Linked DNA regions of Sus scrofa: all the other regions are linked to region 1. Evidence: chromatin contacts called from public Hi-C and promoter capture Hi-C data. All regions are on one chromosome and are shown on one strand. The core of a region is the stretch at or near the end of the contact, and the rest is flanking DNA. Distances in the headings are between cores, read along the strand shown.

Region 1 (4,619 bases), core at 714-3,213:
CTGATGTGAATATTTTCTCTAAGGGAAACGGACCATATGCCACCAGGGAAGTGGCAATCCCTTAAACAGAGTGTGCCTTTAAACATGTGAAACACTTATCTTCAAACAATTTGGTCTTTGAACCTTAAGAGCTGTTTCAAAATATGCGAAGCATAGGCACTAGGGCCAGTTCCAAAGGTTTTAAAGGTTTCTACCAACTTCTCCCCACCTGTTAACTGAACCAAATTATAAATATACATTTTAAGCAATCAAAAAGCTCGTATAAAATGTTTCAAAACTTGCAGGATTTACCGTGAAACCACACACCAAATTCTGCATTTCTTATGAAAAAGGCAACTAACCCTGGGGGAACACAAATCTAGCTTGTCATGGAAAAGAAGAAATATTTTCTTTGCCGAGTGCAGAGTTACCTGCCTGATTCATAAACTAGGGATGCCAACTTGCAAGAGGATCAGAAAAATGCAGCAGAAATATATTTTTTTTTAAAAAAAGACAAACAGCAAAATATTTATGCTCCAAAGAGTAAACAGCTAAAACTTTCTTAGCTCTGGGCAAGTTTCATGCCTGCTTTACAGATAAGAGAACTAAGGCAGGAGATCGGATTAATCAGTGCCTTTCTCAAGGTCACTCTGGTGTAAGAGAACAGCACGGTCCGGACTCCCGCCCCCAGGTCCCCGACCTCTCCACACTCCCAGGCGGCAGAGCTCAAGGGTGCCTGGCTCTGCTCACGACCCGGCGCCCAGAGAAAGAAAACACTTCGAGGGCTCTCGGAGCAGTTCCGGGGGGACAGGGGTGCCGGGGGCCCTCCCCCGAGGCGGCGGCCGCCCCAGCCACCCCCTCGGAGAGAGGGCCACGGGCCCCGTGGAAGCCGGGAGGTGGCCCAGGGCCGCGACGAGGGGAGGGTCCCGCCGCCGAGGGGTTCACTCACCGTCGCTCTCGGCCCTGACAAGCAGGGACATGCCTTTCAGCCGCTCCACGTAGCCCGACGACACATGCCCGGTGCCCCGGTCGTCCCACTGCCGGTCCTCGTTGAGCGTGTAAACCTTCACCCGCCGCCGAGTGTCGGTCATCGTGCCGCGCGGGGGCCGGAGCAAAGGCCCCGCCGGAGTCGCCCGGAAAGGGGGTCCGGGGAGGCGGGAGCCGAGTGAGGAGGACGCCCGCAAGCCGAGGGCTCCTCGGCCTCACTGCCGCCTCTGGCCGCCCCGGGGCCGCGCTGCCGCCCGCATGGCCCGCCGCGGGGCCCGAGCTCTGGGCCCCCGCCTTGCCTCGCCTCCCGCTCCTCGGCGCTATTGTCCGGGCCCGGCGAGCCCAGCCACCCCGAGGGGGGCGCGCAGCGCTTCGCAGCCTCCTGTGCCGCCGCGGTAGGAACTCGGGGCGCCGGTCACTGCCCTGCTCCCGCCTCCGCCATGATCTCCGCGAAGCCGCTTCCCGCGCCGCCGCCGCCTCCTCAGGCCGCCGCCGCCATGTTTTCCTTCCTGATACCTGGTCCTGCCACCGCAGCTGGGGCTGCGCTCCGCTCCAGTTTCAAATGTCCGAAGCCGACGAGCGCCTGCTCCTGCTGCAACTGCTACCAGTGCGCGGAAGACTCCGAGAGCGCCCAGGAGCAGGAGCGCTCCTGGCTCCTGGGGGTCCCTGTCCCTCCGCCGCTGCCGCCGCCTCTTCCGTCTTCCTCACAGAGCCAAAGCCGCCGCCATCTTGGTTCGTTCCTCAATAGCGGCGCGCGGGGCCACCCAGGCAGCAGCTGCAGGGGCGGCCCGTTGGCCCCACCATTTAAAGAGACAGGAGCGAAGCCGGGAGCCTCGCAGCAGCGGAGGCCTCGGACGGAGGCGGGAGGCTGGCGCCGAGCTGCCGAGGTGGCGAGAGCGCAGGGAGCGGAGGAGGCGGAACGCTGGTCGCGCCGGTGACGGCCCGGGACTTCCTCGCGCTCCCTGCACGCACCGTCGTGCGAGCGCGGGGCGGTGTGTGCGTCCGTCGCGCCCTGTGTTCGTCATCAGCCCGGCTCCGGATTCGAAAGGGGCGTGGAGCCCGCCTCCGGCTGTGGAGCGTAGGGCGGCTCCCTACCCGACCGGAGCTTGGCGTCTCGGGGGCTGGGTCCGCCCGCAGCTTCCCGGCTGGCTCGCCGTCCAGCCGCGTCTACCCCTGCGCTGCAGTCGCCGGGCGGCTTCGTCCTGGGGCTCTGCCACGGCGCGCCGGCCTCCGCAAGTGTTCTGAACCAGCCGCCGTTAGAGCTGGACTGGGCATCCGGAGCGCGGAGATCGGTGGCGCAGGAGCCCCGCCGGACTCAGGCCATTCTTCTTTGGGAAGAGGTTGACAAGCTTCCGGGAAAGGCCACAAGTTCGGGCAGCAAGGTCGGCGGCAGGCCTTGGGAGCTGTCATGGGGCACGCATTGGGGTGCGAGTGTAGAAACTTCGGACAGTTTTCATTTTCTGGGCGTGGGACCAACCCGAAGTGACAAATCTAAAACCTCTCCTTACAATCCAGCTTGCTACGTCCGTTCTTTTATCCTTTATCAGAATTGTTATTTTCTAGCTTTCCATGTTGCAGTAAGAACTTGCGGGGGCGAGGGGCGGTGTACGAAAACAAATGTAGTACTGTACACTCAGGGTGAATGTTTCTCAACGTTCAGTGTTAAGCACTGTTAGTCTTCACAAAGAAATGACATTCTCATTCCTATCATGCAACAGTAGCCACCATTTGGGGGGCTTTTACTATTTGCCCGACGGGTTAGGTCATTGCTGGCCATTGGAAATATGAGCCGCCTGTGTAATTTTGCATTTCATAGTAGCACTTCTTTTTAAAAGTAAGAAGAAACTGCTGAAATTTATTTTAATAACATATTTGATTGTCTTTGGAAAAAAAAAATGTTGTCTGCCATTCTGGTTCTATAAGAATCCAGCCATTAGCCACTGCAGTCCTCACAGGCAATGCACCCTGCAGGCAATTCAGGATGGAGAAAAACAGGAAGCATTCTGTACTTTGGATTCACTGGCCCCAAGGTAATGAAGCTACATACCGAAGGAAAATTTTCAATGACTCCCCGACACTCTAACATCTCCCCATACACAGAAAAAACACTAAAATCGTTAACTTGAGATGTAACTCTTTTTAGGCTTGACTACAAATATTTTCCCTAGCAAAGTTGATATCTATTCCTGGCTCCTCCCTTACTTCTTAGGAGCAGGTCCTCAGAGCTGAGAGGCTGTCTCCTGGGCTATAGCCCTCAGTAAGTTCCCAGAATAGAACTTAACTCACAACTTTCACCTTGTGCAAAGTTGACAATTTTGTTGTTGTTTTGACACGCCCAAAGTTTCTGGGCCAGGGATCAAACCCACACCACAGCCTTGACAACTCAGGATCCTTAACCATTAGGCCACCAGGGAACTCCTTCAGTTGACAGTTTAATACAATATCTTTTTTTTTTTTTGTCTTTTTGTCTCTTTAGGACCATACCCGTGGCATATGGAGGTTCCCAGGCTAGGGGTCCAATCTGAGCAGTAGCCGCCAGTCTATGCTAGAGCCACAGCAACACAAGATCCTAGCTGTGTCTGCTACCTACACCACCGCTCATGGCAACGCTGGATCCTCAACCCACTAAGCAAGGCCAGGGATCAAACCGGAGTCCTCATGGATGCTAGTCGGATTCGTTAACCACTGAGCCATGACAGGAACGCCAATGCAGTATCTTCAGTATAAAATTGAGGTATTTTGAATTACTTTTTTCATACTAAGTTCAAAATGCGATGTGTATTCTACCTTTAGTGTAATTTTCCACTTGAAAAAGTAGATTCACAAACTAAAGTTATTCCAAATATGCTTAATTTTTTTCCCTAAATAAATCAAGATCAATTTTTAAATTTAAAATTTAATTAAATTTTAAAACTCAGTCCCACTAGCCAAACTTCCAGAGTTTAGGACCCACGTAGGGCTAGTGGCTACCATTTTAGCAGGATCAGATGTTTAATGTCAGGAATCTCACTAAACCTGCACCCTACAGCATTTTGAGTTATACCCATCTACTCAGAAAGAGGCCCTGACTGAATGACCAGGGCTAAGAGGTTTCCCAGGATGTGGGATTATCAGTCTTAAAGTCAGAAGCTGGAACTTTCCTTCTGCACCATGTCAGATACAAAGAAGTCCCCCCAAAGAACATTCTGAGACTTTCATTTACAAACAAAACTGGAAAATTATAAAAACAGAGCAGTCGTTTTTTTCTAATAAGTGAAATGCAATCATTTCAAGCATCAGAGCTTCACAGCAATTTTGTCTACTTTTGATACACACATCATTAAATTTATTCATATATTATTACTTATTTGATCCCCAAACCAAACATGAAATAGTTTGTGGGGGGAAGAAATACTTTCTAGGAGTTACTGTTGTGGCACAGCGGAAACAAATCCAACTAGGAATCATGAGGTTTCGGGTTCCATCCCTGGCCTAGCTCAGTGGGTTAAGGATCCAGTGTTGCGGTGAGCTGTGGTGTGGGTCACAGGTAAATTAAACAGCAAGATTTATCAAGTGAAAAAAAAGGTTAAAAGTGATATATACAAGTAATAGTAATGGTTATGTTTAAATGAACTTCTTAATAGAATCTTAAGTAACAGTTGAACTATTACCAG
Region 2 (4,419 bases), core at 1,092-3,591, 450 kb after region 1:
TACACTGTGGAATAGGGACTAATAAAGGAAAGGATAAATGTAAGAAAGAATTCTGGCACAGGATGAACAAGATCTGGGGACCTACTGGAAGTGGGAGAAAAAAAAGAAAGGGGCAAAAACAGAGTGACAAAGATTTCTAAGTCTCGGAGAGCGGGTAGATGGTGAAACCATTACAAGTTGAGAATACAGGAGCACATTTGGCTGGAAGAACAAAACGAATTCTACCTCAAGCCTGCAAGATAGCCAAGTTGGAGGGAGGTGCATATTTTCTGGCCTAGGGTCTAAGGAATAGTTAACTGCTTTCCCCTGTCGAGGATACAAGGAGACTAGTCATTTCCATGTTATCCAGCTCCTCTCTGCTTCCAACTGCCCTCAAGGTCCCTTTCGTGACCACAGAAGAATCACTTTAACTCCCATCTCCAAGCTGTACCCCCTAATATACCTCCTACCCCAGAGATACCCCCAAGCAGTTAAATGGATTTCAGCAGCTCCCCAATCTTCCTCCCTGCTAAAGAGACCCCACAGAAATTTTAAGTATACATACTATATTTTTAAATCAAAATCTTTCTCTATTTCAACCAAACACAAAAACTCAATTAAATCAGTATTTTAAAAAATCAAAACAAAATGCTAATTTATTTATAACAAACAAAACTGCTCTCATCCAAAAGACCACCACTCCATTATCTCTCTGGAGGCAGACTGAAATTAAAGAAGTCTTTTGATCTAAATACTACTTGCTGAAAGAAATATCAAAAAATCAAAATAATAATTAACTTAATCATTGATTACTATGTAACTCTGGGTCACTAGCCATTAGTAAAGCAAAATGAGGACTTTAAAAATGAGTGAAGGTTGGTAAGGGTACCCAAAGAAGAAGGCTACCTTCCTTGTTTTACTGTAGATTGGGGGGGGGGGCAATTAGGCACAAATGTACATGTTCAGCTGAAACGCTTTAATGTGTCACCAGAATAAGCAAAAACATAAAACAGGAAAAAAACATAACCATGTTTAACAACATACTTAAGTGAGAAAAAAGTTACTAAATGTTTTAGTTACTTGAATTGCTACAAAAATCCAAGAAAACCCCTCAAAAGAGACTATGTGTCCTACACAACTAATTTTTTTAAACTGTGTCAGTATAAAGGAAAGGGATCAAAATCAGTTCCGCCCCCAAGTTAAGGGCAAAGTAGGCGGTGGGCGTGGATGAACCAAACAAAAATAAACTTGTCTCTACGAAGGAGCAGTTTCACTCCGTCCTGAGCTATCCAGAGGAGAAAAACCAGAACTCTTTCACCTCCGGCCCCAGCGGTCATCAGAGAAAATCGCTTAAAGAGGCAAAAGGAAGAATGTAAAGAAAAAGGGCGGAATGATACTCCTCTGGACCTGTCCGCGCCTCATGATGGATGGACTTGGGGACCAAACGGACGCTCCCAGGGTCCTAGTAAACCCCTCCTCCCATCGCCCCAGCTGTTACCTTCCACTTCCTCCGTGCCCTCCATCAGCATATCCTTCGTAAAGTTTGAAATTTGGCCAGTGAGGGAAGCCAGGCTGCCCCCGACTTGACCCAGGGACTGGCCCAGGCCGGAGCCGAGGCCCCCAAGCCAGGACGACATCGCTGCGGGTTATTAGAGAACGACCTGGTCCGCTCCGGAAAAAAGCGTCCAGCCTCGTCGGACGATCCCGTCAAATGTCCTCGAACCACACTGCCTCCGCGGGACTGGTGCGAATCCCAACACTCAGGATTCGATAACACAATGAGGGGTTCCTAGGCAACGCCGGCTTCGGGGGCTCCCACCAACCGCCCGGCTCGGACCAGAAACGCAAAGGCCTGGCCCGAGACTTTATCAGGGGCCCGCCTCCAGTGACACGGCCACTCCCGCGGGGCCTCCGCTCATTCCCACGACTTCCCACCGTCAGGGTTAGGCCACTTCTTCCTCTGCTTTAGTGACTTTCCCCAGTTCGGTGGGCAACTCCTGCCAACTCGACGCCGGCCGCCATAACACCGACTACGGACGCGGCCACGGATCATAGAGAGGCGCCACGGTGGCGTAGAAAGGCCCAGCGAAGCCGACGGACGTGTCCTTGGCGCAAGGGAGCATGGGATTGAGGAGGACCGAGGGTGGCCGCCGGAGCGGCTCCCGCCGGCCCAGGGCAAGGTCAGCTTCCACGTTGTCCGCCCGCTTTTTGGCCGCGTGGACTGGTGACCCGAATCCGCGGCGACGCGGCGCTCTCGGCCGGCCGCAGCTGCGTTTCAGGCAGAGCCACCCCCTCGGTGGCTGTTCCGCGAGGCCAGCGTAGCCGGGCAACCCGTGGACTCACCGTGTTAGTGAAACCTGAGCGTTTTAATTCTGACTGCACCCGCGCAGGCAGAGGTGCGAGGGGACTTGGCGGGGACCCCCCCACCCCGGAAAGGAAGTGGGTTTTACTTAACTTGCCCACGTGATTGTACCGATTGTGAGAGACCCTGTCAAGGGCCGCCCCGTGCCCGGCACGATGGTAGGAATTCAGGATACACAGAAAGGATGGGATCGAAAATTCAAGTGTCCAGACAGGAAACACATTGATATTGGTCACCTTCAGAGTGGAGAATTTCGCTGCTGGCTTTCCAGCTCACAGTTGAAGCTCTGCCTTCTTTAATATATGAAGAGCTTTATTCATTAGACCTATTTAACCTATTAAGTTAAAAACACAGACTACCCTTTTCCAAAATAATTCCGTAGGGGACAGCAAGGCCATTTAATATTGAAAGAACGCTGTTCTCATGTAAACTCTCCTAAAGTGTTGGTGGCACTAGCCCTGCAAGGCTCCATCCCCCCCCCCACATTCCTCAGTTACACAGGTTGGTGCACACAGCAGCCTACTGACCCTGCTTGCTTTTTCCCTAAAGGAAAAAAAGATCATGTGACTCACAGGCATTTGCCGCAGTGGTACGTGGACGCACACTACCTGGCCAGAGAGACTGCCACATATTAGACTTTGAAAAGAATAGAATAGGTCTGCAGGTCTTTTAAGCATAGCACTAAATATACTGGCATCTTTGGCTTTGATTTTATGCACAGCAGAGGCCTGGTACAGATTTCATCATTTGCGAATGGATCATAGGGAAATGTATTTGAAATGTGACTGCACCAAGCAATAGTTGCCCTCCCTGAAATCTGAATCAGCTGCAGCTAATACGAATTTCATCATCACTTAATGAGTGGCAAAACCAGCCCAGCAATATCAAACATGTAACATATCCCACAGAGCCCATAAGTCTGAATGACTCCACATGGTGGGTCTTGCTGCCCAGCTGAAATTCTGATTTTTGTAACCTCAACAGACAGAAGGTTAAAAAAATAAACAAACAAACAAACAAACAAAAACTAACCAAAAAATGGTATCAACTGCAAACTAGTTTCAATTCCTCAAGAGGCAGCAGCATCAATATTCTCTAGGGAAAACAGTTCCGTTTTCTAAAGAAACCATCCAGGTGTGTTTATCTATGCAAACGTAAAGCAAAACCCCAGTTTTATGTTTTGTTTGTTTTTTGTTTTTAGGACCACATCGGTGGCAGCATATGGAGGTTCCCAAGCTAGGGGTCCTACACTACAGCCACAGCTACAAAGGATCTGAGCCTCATCTGAGACCTACACCACAGCTCACGGCTACGCCAGATCCTTAACCCACTGAGTGAAGCTAGGGATCGAACCCACAAACTCATGGTTCCTAGTCCGATTCGTTGCTGCTGCGCCACAATGGGAACTCCCCAAACCCCATTTTTAAAAGTAGAACTTAAAATAGTAGTCTGATCTTTCCCTCTCAATTTCTAAATATTATGCTTATAATTGTCATTTTCTCTGTTACAGAAAATTAAAGATTTATCCTCTTGTACAACACATCCCTCCACTTCCCTTCCTTCTGAGCTCCCACTTAGGCTAGTGCTATCATAATTATTGGTAAAATCATTAATTAATTTTACCGGATATGACCATGGAAGTGTTTTTCATTGCTGAGCCACATGGTGGCTTTCTGTTCTTCCTGAAGTTAACAAATGCCATCTTTTAGATCTGCACAAATTTCTGTAATTACAAAATCACTAATCCTTCTAAAACTTGCCAACAGAATTGTAAAACATGCTCCTAATTCTGATTTGAAGAAGGCATCAAGAATTCTGGAGTTCCTGTCATGGTGCAGCAGAAACAAATCCGACTAGGAATCATGAGGTTGCGGGTTCGATCCCTGACCTCTATCAGTGGGTTAAGGATCCGGCGTTGACGTGAGCTGTGGTGTGGATCACAGACACAGCTTGGATCCCGAGTTGCTGTGGCTCTGGCGTAGGCCCGCAGCTACAGCTCCGATTCGACCCCTAGCCTGGGAACCTCCATATGCTGCAGGCACGGCTCTAAAAAAGACAAAAGACAAAAAAAAAAAAAA
Region 3 (4,406 bases), core at 1,425-3,924, 510 kb after region 1:
TGCCTATGTCACTGTGAGTAAATGACCCAAAAGGACAGTTATGAATGTAAAAAGTGAGCTAGACTATCCCCTAGAGAAAGGTTAGGAGGGGGGCGTAGACAGGCTCACAGTCATGGGTCCAAGGCCCATGTAAGACAGCTTTACCTGATGGGCAAAGAGCTGCAAGCACCTGGGACAGTCTCTAATGAGATAAGTCTAGACATGGATAAAGACTGGCACTCACACGGGTGCCCTCAAGGACACTGTACATATTATATGATGACTCTTAAGAAAAATTCTTTTGCTTCAGAACTGGGAGTAGTTAGTTACTGTACTCCTGAAAGTTACTAGCTGGTTTTTGTCTCATGGATTCAGGGAGCTGAGTAACTGATTTTATATACCCTTTGGTACCAAAATGATCCAAAAAAATTTTCCCCTACCTTTATTTTTTTCAATTATCATTATTTGTAATGGCCACACCTGCAATATATGTAAGTCCCCAGGCCAGGGATGGAATCGGAGCCACAGACACAGCAACACTGGATCCTTTAACTCACTGTGCCGGGTGGGGATTGAACCCTGTCTCTGCAGTGACCCAAGCTGCTTCGGCTGGATTCTTTTTTTTTTCTTTTTTAAATTTAAATTTTAAAGGTTTTTTATTTTTTGTTTTTCTTTTTAAGGCCTCACTTGCAGACTATGGAAGTTCCCAGGCCAGGGTCGAATTGGAGCTGCAGCTGTGGGCCTACCCACAGCCATGCAGATCCGAGCCACATCTGCAACCTACACCACAGCTCATGGCAACAGTGAATCCTTAACCCACTGACCGAGGCCAGGGATCAAACCCAATCCTCATGGAACGAGAACTCCGGCAGTTAGATTCTCAACTTCTGTGCCAAGCAGAAACTCCATCCCACCACCCCATCTTGAGAAAGAGCTGACTCTTACATTACTTTCTGTCAGGCATGGTTCTTACTGCTTTGCACAATCATCAATTCAGGTAACCCTCACATACTGATACAATGGCCCCAAAGCAGTAGGAATATTTTTTTCAGATGAGAAAATCCAGGGACAATCAACTTGTCTACGATCACAGATGTTGTTAAGTAGCAGAACAGGGATTAATACCCAGGCAGTCTGGCTCCTTGATTCAAGCTCTTTATTTGTGCTTTACTGTCTCTTACAGTAGACAGAAAGGTCAACACTTATTTTAGCCTTACTGTTGACTTTATCTCATTTTTCCTAATAAGGGCATAACTCAGAGATATTATGGGGTTGGTTCCAGATCACTGCAATAAAGCAAATACCGAGATAAGTGAGTCAAAAGAATTTTTTGATTCCCCAGTGCCTATAAAACTTGTTTACACTATACTACAGTTTATTTAAAATATGCAATAGCATTATGTCTAAAAACACACTGTACATACTTTAATTAAAAATATAATTTATTGTTAAAAAATGCTAACCATCATCTGACAAGGGTTGCCACAACTTCAATTTGTTAAAAAATATCAGTGAAGCATAATAAAATGAGGTATGCTTGTATTATTTACATTTTCTTCAATCCATTTCTCTCTCTTAACTTCTCAAAAGAAGACTGTATATGGTGTGTATTTTTCTAAGTCCTTCCAAACTCACGTTGTAATAATAGTTGATTAGACATTAAAAAAATAAATTCTATTCTCTAATTAGTCTCTATTGCACTTATATGTATTGATCAAAATGTGTCGACTTAACGTAAAAAAAAGTCGGGAGCCAGAAAACTCCTTGAGGTCTGGAACCCTGTCTTAACAACATACACACGCTAGAAATAAAGCACAAATAAATCCTTTTTTTAAAAATTAAGTTTTTACAAAGTGCATATTTTGTGGAATGGTGGGCTCAAGAGGATTTGAGATGTAGAACAGAGCAAGGTTGCGATGCTGAGTAACAAGCAAGACAGAACTCTGAAACTTGGACGAATCGGAGATCTTTCTGGAGAAGCAGCCCCTTCTCTCCTGCAGCCTAGGAGCTGTGATCCCAGATAGTGTCTCCTCCGCTCGGGCAACATCAAAAGACATTTTCCAGTTATGCTAGCCTCAGAGTACCCTTTTCAAAAGGCATCAGACGGGAAAGCTGAGCGCAGCGGTCCTCCAGAAAGCAACGCCCTCTCCGCCCCCCCTCCCCTGTCCCCCTCTCCTTCGTTGGGAAGCCTGGGAAGCCGCGCCGCTCCAGTCCTGCAAAGTCCCAGATCCCCCGCACCTCCCCGTACACAGGCTGCAGAAGGCTTTCCTAGAACTTCACCCCACTCCGCCTGCACAAAAGCAACTCTAGCCGCCTCCAACGCCTCGACCCCAGACCCACCTGCGGCCTCAGAGCCAACAACGACCCCCACGACCAAGGGCAGCGGTGAACCCAGCCACCAGCGCCGGCGGAAGCTGTGGCCTCGGGATCTACCATTCGCCGGGCCCGCTCGAAGAGAGGGGTGGCTCCGGGAAATCATAAATCTTCTTCCTTTCACTCCTTGATTCTTATCACATTTCTTTAAGATTTAACACATTATACAGCCTTTAAAAATAAAATTTTGTTCCCAGGTGAAGAGTTGGTGTTAGCACCACCTCCTTCCTCCAGCTTTGTCACCCCTCGCCCCCGAAGATGGTATCACCCCTCGCCTCCCCGCCTCCGCGGGTCTCCTCCAGTTTCAAAATGGCGGCCGCCATTGAGGGTTTTCTGCTGGCAGATCGTCACGGGTGCTGCTGAGCCAACATCAGCTTTTCTCGTTCTTGAACCTGGATTCTACTAGGGGTTGGGAAGGGCAGTGGACGGCGTTGGGGGAGGACTGACGAGGCAAGTGGGGGCGGAAGAAATCAGTGCGCCTTTGGATGGGGGAGGGGGCGTCCTCGGCCCTCGGGGAGAGCCTGGCTCCGACTCTGACTCGGTCTCCACCAGGGACGCGCGCCTGGGGTTTCGGTTGTGACTCTCCTGGTCATTCCCGGCCGAAGTGCTCAGTGAGGGAAACAGTGATTTCTTCATGGGTCTGAAGCTCCCGATTCTGTTGTGGCAGTTCCTACGATTCAGTCCCATGCTCTCCTTCCCTCTTTTTTGCTGTTTCCCTCCCCTTTGAGTCTCGGCGCCGGAGGAGTTAATCCGACGTCCGCTTTGGCTCCTTAGCTTTGTGGCTGCCTTGTTCTCAGCCTCCTCGCTTGGGGTCTTCCTGTCGCCTCGGATTGAGAGACCACGAGGCTACTGGCCACAAAGCAGGCGTCCTCTTTAGTTAATCGACTCAAAGACCTTACCATGCTTTATTAAAAAAAGTTTCGGTTCCCCCCTACCCCCCATAGCCTTTGAGCACTTCCCGTATTATCATTATTTACGTACTCTTCAGTAAACAAGAGGTCAGAATAATTTTAACCCTGGCAAGTCTGGCTTCCTGTGACCAGGCGAACTTGAGTGAGCAATTGCCCATGCCCTAATAATATTTTAATGTTTTTTATGTTAGAACCCCTTTGATCCTGTTAGGAAACCAGTGCTCTCCCGGAACTGACCAGGAGGAGACTTCTTACGAGTCTTCGAGGTTAACCCAGACTCTCATTTTCCTTAGACTTTGCTGATTCCCCTTAGTTGTCATTAACATGCACCCACAATCGTTATTAAGAAAGCAAGTAACTTTGATAGATAGTTAAGATGAAATGGTGTTGGTCAAAAACCGCTGCCCAGCAGCAATTTATGATGTCGTGAGGGTTCATTCCTTTCAGTACACATGTACGTTGCTTTGAACGCTGTGCTCCGTATTGGAGATTAAAAGATTCACCTGAACGCTTCTCTCATGCCATTCAACATCCATTCACCATTATTCTTTGTGCCCACTTGTGCCAGCTAAATGTAAATACCATTGCTTGGAGACACCAGAATAGCTTTATAAAAGAGTAAATTTGAGCTGGGTCGTGAAGGGCCAAAAGGAATTTACTAAGCTCACGGGAAGGTCATTCTTGGTTGCAGTGCGGGGATGCAGAGACTGGAGAAGTTTTGGCAAGCTTGGGGAGAGCGGGAGAATGAATGTATTTGAGCATGCTGTGCAAGGGTGGTTGGTGAAGCAAGAGGAAGATTGAGGTAAACTTGTAAAGGACCTTGCTTTCCAAGGAAGGTGTGAGATTTTCTTTGGTACTTAGCCAATGACTGCCTTGCACAAGGAAGGGGGCATGAGGCTATTTTTTGTAGGATGGTCTCTCTGATAGCTGTATGGAAGATCAACTTGGAACTGAATGAGAGGAAATTGCAGTCATTCAGGTAAGGAAATGAGTGCCTTCATTGGGGAAAGATAGTAAAGGATGTTAGACATTTCTGAAATGTCAAAAAGGAATTCAACTGGTGGCAGCCAATTTGTGGTAAGAAGGTGACTTCAGAATTTTTCGTCTGGGAGACTAAGTGGTTGGTGATACCATTAAAGTCTA

Evidence for each region. Promoter capture Hi-C pulls out the DNA fragments that hold promoters and counts their contacts. Hi-C and Micro-C count contacts between places; a contact is called where the count stands out from the background.
Region 2: a contact with region 1 is called in a promoter capture Hi-C map of liver, with 4 times the contacts expected there. The contact joins the promoter of TRIP11 here to the promoter of PPP4R3A in region 1. A contact is called at or near these places in 2 of 5 promoter capture datasets (fetal liver and liver), 2 of 47 Hi-C or Micro-C datasets (heart right ventricle and liver) and 1 of 2 datasets of contacts at active chromatin or transcription factors (alveolar macrophages).
Region 3: a Hi-C map of liver shows a contact between it and region 1, with 2.9 times the contacts expected there. The contact joins the promoter of NDUFB1 here to the promoter of PPP4R3A in region 1. A contact is called at or near these places in 1 of 5 promoter capture datasets (liver), 3 of 47 Hi-C or Micro-C datasets (embryonic fibroblasts, heart right ventricle and liver) and 2 of 2 datasets of contacts at active chromatin or transcription factors (alveolar macrophages and skeletal muscle).

The regions. Positions count from the first base shown.
Region 1 is chr7:113,147,025-113,151,643 of Sscrofa11.1, forward strand. It overlaps PPP4R3A (serine/threonine-protein phosphatase 4 regulatory subunit 3A), which reads right to left and starts at 1,964. Exons shown (of 15, transcript XM_005666399.3): 1 at 929-1,964. The coding sequence starts at 1,070.
Region 2 is chr7:113,598,070-113,602,488 of Sscrofa11.1, forward strand. It overlaps TRIP11 (thyroid receptor-interacting protein 11), which reads right to left and starts at 2,342. Exons shown (of 21, transcript XM_021099621.1): 1 at 1,478-2,342. The coding sequence starts at 1,616.
Region 3 is chr7:113,657,263-113,661,668 of Sscrofa11.1, forward strand. It overlaps NDUFB1 (NADH dehydrogenase [ubiquinone] 1 beta subcomplex subunit 1), which reads right to left and starts at 2,675. Exons shown (of 4, transcript XM_003482306.4): 1 at 2,628-2,675; 2 at 2,320-2,497. The coding sequence starts at 2,675. CPSF2 (cleavage and polyadenylation specificity factor subunit 2) reads left to right here and starts at 2,641. Exons shown (of 16, transcript XM_021099625.1): 1 at 2,641-2,802.